2 separate regions of the Mus musculus genome follow, and region 2 is linked to region 1. The links are chromatin contacts, called in public Hi-C maps. All regions are on one chromosome and are shown on one strand. Each heading gives the region's core, a stretch centred on a gene start, on an enhancer-like site or on the middle of the called end of the contact. The rest is flanking DNA. Distances are from core to core; before and after follow the strand shown. Region 1 has its middle 20 kb from the start of Uso1. Region 2 overlaps Ppef2 (protein phosphatase, EF hand calcium-binding domain 2).

What was found. Hi-C and Micro-C count contacts between places; a contact is called where the count stands out from the background.
Region 2: a contact with region 1 is called in a Hi-C map of the N1E-115 cell line, with 6 times the contacts expected there. The contact joins two enhancer-like sites. A contact is called at or near these places in 11 of 484 Hi-C or Micro-C datasets (the G1E-ER4 cell line, the HL-1 cell line, the N1E-115 cell line and 3 more), 5 of 115 datasets of contacts at active chromatin or transcription factors (embryonic stem cells and pancreatic cancer cells) and 2 of 9 other capture datasets (embryonic stem cells and pancreatic islet).

Annotation. Positions count from the first base shown.
Region 1 is chr5:92,116,063-92,119,492 of GRCm38.p6, reverse strand. It overlaps a transcript of G3bp2 not described here. Among named protein-coding and RNA genes, the nearest start is that of Uso1, 20 kb to the left of the region's middle. Within about 2 kb of position 1,517, at least 76 of the 459 cell types and tissues checked have an H3K27ac peak or open chromatin away from gene starts, as enhancers often do. A contact at or near this core is called in the N1E-115 cell line, where this site is marked.
Region 2 is chr5:92,233,454-92,236,799 of GRCm38.p6, reverse strand. Ppef2 (protein phosphatase, EF hand calcium-binding domain 2) reads left to right here. Exons shown (of 17, transcript NM_011148.4): 12 at 883-1,068; 13 at 2,484-2,626. Among named protein-coding and RNA genes, the nearest start is that of Gm42112, 19 kb to the right of the region's middle. Within about 2 kb of position 1,444, at least 34 of the 459 cell types and tissues checked have an H3K27ac peak or open chromatin away from gene starts, as enhancers often do. A contact at or near this core is called in the N1E-115 cell line, where this site is marked.

The DNA.
Region 1 (3,430 bases), core at 268-2,767:
AGCCTTCTGTCCAGCCCTAATCTGATGTATCTATCGTACAGTGAACATGTTTTGGACTCATCAGTTTTATGTGAATGCAGTACTAATTGGTATCATTTCTAGTTACTCCTGACTTCTGTCCTGAGCTCTTCATGTAGACTGCCTCCCTCAGCTGCCCCAACTTACCTGCTTTCTCCTTTTCTGTCTATTTCTTTGTGTTTTGAGACAAGGTGTCACTGTGGTCCAGCCTGGATGGGAATTCTTTTGTAGGCCTTAAGATTGTGATAATCCTCATGTGTCAGCTTCCTAAGTGCTGGAATGATAATTATGAGCCACTATGTCTGGCTTCATCTTTGACATGTTGTTTTCTGGGAACTGAGGATCAAACATGTGCTTCCCACATCCCAGGCAATTACTATACCAGTGAGCTGTGTCTGTAGCCCTCAGCCCTTTTCATGGAGAAGGAAATGATTGAAGAAGGGCAGTAAGTAACTGTGACAGGTGACAGAGCACAAGGACCAAGGTTTGATGGGGGATTTCTCCATCTGGCCTGCACCCTGTTCCCCACCCCCTTGCTTTTCCACTTCAGCCTCTAGTTATTGGCTGCTTCCAATGACCATCTTCACTTCACTTACTTTCCCAGCTAAACTATCATCTTTGTGAAATGGGAGAACTAACCAGTAGGATCAGGGATCCACCTAGACAGAGAATTTCCTCAGTTGTCTCTATAGTGTCTCAGAGCTAAGTGACCATGCCAGAACCCTTGGGAACAAGGAGAGATTGAGACTGACTTCCTGCCCTCTTGGTCTCTCAAGTTGGGTTTTCCAGTGGCCTAAAGCTTAGCCCAGACCAGCTCTTTTGAGCTGTCATTCATATAAGCTGTCTTAAAAGAGAAGTAGCAGGCTGTGCATCACACTTAGCCCAAGGCCAGCATATGCTGAGATGTTCAATACAGCTTTGCTTTTACTTTCCCATACAGACTACCTCAGCTACTTTTAGCTTAAAACTGAAGCCAGAGGTCATCAGAGCTGATTTGTTTTTTCCTCAAGTTCGAATCCAGGGTGAGGTGACAGAACTGCAGTACATTGTGACTAATAGGTTGGAAGCCCATGGGACAGATGACACTGACAAAAGAAAGAGTGAACAGTAAAAAGGAACCTTCACATTTTAAATAAAAATGAAACGACACGCTTCAACTTTGTAGAAATGATTCCCACAGTCTGTGCTTGTGTCCACCCGAGCATGCCCAATCACATATGATCTTGGAAGCTAGGCAGGCTCCGGCTTAGTTAGTACTAGGATGGGAGACCATCCCCATGGAGGGCATAACCTGGACCATAATATTAAGTGATTCCATTCTGGCAGATGTCTGTTCCCTCTCCTGCCATTTGTCTTACGTTGACTGCTGCTCTTTCATGTTGGCCTCTGGGAGGCACTGTTTCCCCTCTAAATGTGGACCAGAAGGCAAGACTCAGCAATCACAGTGCTGGGCTCTGGCTGCTAGACTTGAACCAGAGCAGCTGTGAATGACGTCACTGTTGGTCATCTGCTGTACACGCCAGGTTCATCTTCGGCTTGCGAGGAGTGTCTCTTGTTGACCGTTACTGGACTTTGTGAAGACTGGCTTTTTATTCCTGTCATGTAAAAGTCATTTGCCAGCCGTGTTGCTAAGGGCTGTCGTAAAATTTCTCAACCAAGTCCAGAGAGGGAGATAGCTAGTGTTCTAGCTTGCTTTTCCATTGCTGTAATCAGCACCTTGACTTCTGAGGGAAGCCAAGGCAGGAGAACCTGGAGGCCGGAACTGAAATACAAACCTGTGTACTGGTCTTTCCCCTCTGGCTTGCTCAGTTCATACCTTTCTTATATAACCCAAGCCCACCTGCCCAAAGATGTTACTGTCTCTGGTGGTCTGGGCTCTTCTACGGGGATTAGCAATTAAGCAAATGTCCCACAGACATGCTCACAGGCCAGTAATTTTAAAATTGAGTTTCTCTTTTGCAGGGTATGGCTAAATTTGGGTCAAATTGATAAAAACTGTCTATAACAGGTAGATAGCTGATTCCTCAAGACTCAGCCAAGGGACAAGGCACGGGAAACAGTCTTCACGGCCTTCCCAAGGGTTCCAGGGCCTTTAGTGTTTTGGTTTGAAGTAGAAAGGGATGCTTTCTTCCTTTCAGGGAAACTGTGGCAGTCCTGACCCCTCAGTAAATGAGGCTTGGCTTGCGTATACATTCGAATTTACTATGAAGTAAATTTGTATCTCACTCATACACTTGCTGGAAAGCAGCCAGTAGTCGCAGTAAAATTCAATTAGCTAATTCGTTAAATTAGAATGTTTACATTTTTATTTTCAAGATTCAGCATTTAGTGTAGGATCCCAGATCTTCCTTCACTCAACTCAGTTGTGCTCCGAACAAATTCGGATTTAACGGATGTTTGGCAGGACTAAGGCCCAATCTTCCGTTTTAAAAACTTGGTTCATTAAACCTTAGTTTATAATGAATCCTAACACTAATGAATCTTTATAAAGAAGCTAGGAAAGGCTTCTCATTCGTCGGTTTCCTAATGGCTTTCTTTGATCTAACCTGTGTCAATGTGTTGTTTCTTCTGGGATCAGAGTCTGTATCATTGTGTCTGTCTTTTATTACATTTTTCTCCAATAAAAAGTTATACTTAGTTACTGGGCTTTTGTTAAGTCTTTATTTGTGTGTGTGGTCTGTGTGTACGTATTAGCGTGGGTGTTTACACATGCTAAAGGTAGACTTAGGTTATCTTTTAACCTGTTGCTTTCTACTGATTTCTTTGTTTGTTTGTTTGTTTGGTTGGTTGTTTTTTGAGAAAGGGTTTCTCTGTGTAGCCCTGGCTGCCCTGGAACTCACTCTGTAGACCAGGCTGGCCCTTGAACTCAGAGATCCGCCTTGCTCTGCCTTCCAAGTGCTGGGATTAAAGGTGTGCGCCACCACTGCCCGGCTCTGCTTATTTCCTAATTTTAATTTTACTTTTATGTGTATGGGTGTTTACTGTGCACTTCTGTCTGTGTACTGCATTCGTGCTTGGTGCCCTCAGAGGCCAAAAGAGGCCAGTGGATCTCTTGAAACTGGAATTACACATGTTTTGGGGCTACTGTTGTAGGTGCTAGGAATAGAACCCTGAGCTATTTGGAAGCTTAGACATCTCTCCTCCTCCTCCTCCTCTTTCTCTTCCTTCACCTCTCCTTCCACCACTTCTACCCCAGGCCTGGGGCTGCTGGAGCAGGCGCCAAGGTTTCTGTGGGTCCTGGGGATCTGAACTCACATCATCACACTTGCCAGCCAGGCAGGCGCCTTACCTACTGAGCCATCCTCCCCAGCCCTGTCATTCACTCTAATTGTTGAGGTCCTTTACTCTTCCCGGGCATGCATATTGGTCCTTGTAAGTCTTGTTTGCTCTTCATGACCTAACATGGACTTTC
Region 2 (3,346 bases), core at 195-2,694, 120 kb before region 1:
TTTGGAGCCAGGGTGCAGGGGCCTGGGATACAGGCTCTGACTGAGGGTGTCAGCCCTGGGTACAGCTGTTGCCTGAGCAACACTACCTCTATTCCATGCTGCCCTTTCATGTAAAATTCACCAAGAGACCACATATGTGCTTGCCAGCCAATAGGCGCACACACTCACTTGTGAAATAGAACATTTGTAAGCTGCATGCCTCTGTTCCCCATCCTTGGGAAGCGGCGGCAGGAGGATCGATTGTTCAGAGTCATTCTCAGCCTGGGCTACACAAGACCCTGCCTCAAAACAAACAAGCAAGCAAGAAATCTGCAGCACTGGGAGTCTGAGGTAGGAGGGTCGCGGTGAGACCAAGGACAGCCTGGGTTGCTTAGAAAGACTCTGTCTCAAAACAAACAAACAAAAACTCAACCAAACAAAACTGCAACCAAACAAACAATAAAAGGATGTGGCAAATCTTTTAAAATTCAGCCTTAAGCACCCAAAATATAAACACAGTGGCTGGAGAGGTGACCCCGTGGCTAAGGGCATTGGTTGCTCTTTCATAGGATCCTGGGTTTGAGTCCCAGCACCTATATGCCTCTCACAATCATCTGTAATTCCAGTCCCATGAAACCCCACACCCCTCTGCGTGTACACGGCACACAAGCAGACATTCAGGCAAAACACCCATACACATTTAGAAATAACAACAAAGATAAACAAAGACTTCAAAATATAAACATGGGTCAAATATTGATTACGTAGGCATTTTTCACTTTGTCTTATTTTTCCTGTCTCTTCCTCCCTCCTCCACTTTCTCCTCCTCACCTGCTTCTTCCACCCACCCTCCTGGTGTTCTTGGGAATGGCGGAGTGGCTGTGAACCTCCTCTTCTTCCTAGGTTGTAGATATTCTGTGGAGTGATCCCGCGGCTCAGGAGGGCTGCAAGGCCAACGCTGTCCGAGGAGGAGGCTGTTACTTTGGGCCTGACGTGACAGAACGGTTGATGGAAAAATACAAGCTGCAACTCCTGATCCGTTCGCATGAGTGCAAACCCGAGGGCTATGAGTTCTGTCACAACCGCAAGGTGGGTTGAGCCGCTGCAGCTGTCTCTGTATCTGTGTCACAGGAGTGATTCCAAAAGGCTCCTGGGAGGTGCCTGGGGTTTGCTACCCACTTGCCTGAGGCAGCTGGGTACTTTATAAGTGTGGGAGTGCGTGTGTGCATGCGTGCCTGTGTGCATGTGTGCGTGAGTGCGTGTGTGTGTGTGTGTGTGTGTGTGTGTGTGTGTGTGTGTGTGTGTTTGTACAGGGCCCACAGAGGCCAGAAGTGAGTGTCAGGTTCCTCAGAACTGGAGCCACAGTAACTGCTGGGCTGTCTGTCCAGGCCCCAGAGTAGGGTTTTCTATGCCTTTGTACCTCAGAGATGCTCTGTGAGACTTTCTGCTCGCGAGGCACTGGGAGGTGCTGCGCTGATGTCTCTTCCTGAAGACTTACAGAGAGCACAGAACAGGAAGCGTTTTCAGCCTTGCAACCAGGAAACACAAACTCAGCCAAATGGTTCTTCTATTAATTGACTGCCAACCCACTGTTCTCCCACAGAAAGAGGATTCTGGGAACACAGAGCCCCACCCTTTGTCATCGACTAAGTCAAACATTGTTACATTTGGAGATGTCCAGATACACACAGATCCTGACTATCTGCCTGGACAATGTAAAACCCAGTGCCTTGTAGGGATGTTTAGACAAGCAACCACCATGTGACTAAGAGAGGGAAGATTTGGCTGGGTAATCACTAACTTCCTATATCCATCAATCAAAAGGGTTTTGTCTGTCCCTTGTTCTCAGGCTCTTGGGAATCAGTGGCTGCCATCAAATTTTGTTTTAAAAAGTCACAAAAAGCTTCCTGTGGTGACACCTTTAAAACCAACGCTCAGGAGGCAGAGGCAGAGGCAGACAAATCTCTGTGAGCTCAAAGCTATCCTGGCCTTCACAGTGAGTTCCAGGACAGCCAGGGCTACACAGAGAAACCCTGTCTCAAAATAAATAAATAAATAAATAAATAAATAAATAAATAAATAAAACAAAGGATCCTAAAAGTCAAAAGTAAAAGATCGGAAAGTCTGAGAGGACGGCTCTGTCGGGAAAGCACTTGCCACATAAATCTGAGTGCAGCTTCCTAGCACCCACATAAAAAGCTGGGTTCAAGGCGTTGTCCATCTGTAATCTCAGCGGCTGGGGAGGTAGAGATAGGCTGACCCCTGGAGCTCACTGGCCAGTCAGACTAGATGAACTGGTGAGATCCTGCCTCAACAAACATGGTGGAGAACAACTGAAGAAGAAACTGACTGGGAGGGAGGGAGGGAGAGAGGGAGAGAGGGAGGGAGGGAGGCCCATGATGAGTGTGAGAAGCAGCCCGATGTGGGCTTGGCCCGTGGGGTTGAGGATGGAGATTCGTCAGTATGCATACGTTCCATGCTGTGTCTCTTCTGTTTTGACTCAGGTGTTAACCATCTTTTCTGCCTCCAACTACTATGAAGTTGGCAGCAACAGAGGAGCCTACGTCAAGCTGGGGCCAGCCCTGACTCCACATATCGTGCAGTATCAAGCTAACAAGGCGACCCACAGGCTAACCATGAGGCAAAGGCAAGACTTTTCAGCAAATAGCTATCAGAAAATGAATGTCAGCGACTAGAGACTTTAGATGGCATTATAGTTATTCAAATTCTACAGGACAGTTCAGAATTTAGCTATATTGGTATTAAAATCTAGAATAGACATTATGCGAGAGCCCCCCGTATTGGTCTTTTTGTTGTTGTTTATTTGCTTGCTCCGTTTCTTCTGAGACAGGGTCTTACTGTGTAGCCTTAACTAGCCAGGAACTTGCTATGTAGACCAAGCTGAGATCTACCTGCCTCTGCCTCCTCAATGCTAAGACTAAATATGCACTATTCTATCCCCTCCTCTCCTCTCTCCTCTCCCTTCTCTCTCTCCTCTCTCCCCATCTCTCCCCTCTCTCCTTCCTCTCTCCCCTCTCCCCCTCTCTCCCTCCCCCTCTCCTTCTCTTTCTCTTCCCCCCTCTCTCTCCTCTCCCCATCTCTCCTCTCCCCCCTCTCTCCCCTCTCCCCCCTCTTCCCTCCCCCTCTCCCCCCCCTCTCTGGATAGGGTCTCATATCTTACATAGTCCAGGCTGGCCTCGACCTCACATACAGCTAAGGATGGCCTTCACTCTCCTGTTCCACCAGCCTCTGCCTCCCGAGAGCTGAGTATACAGGCGGGCACTACCATACCTGCCTGATTTCGTTTGCAGTTATGATAATAAAATACCTGATGCAAGGTATTTTTAAAGAAAGTGAGCTTACTTAA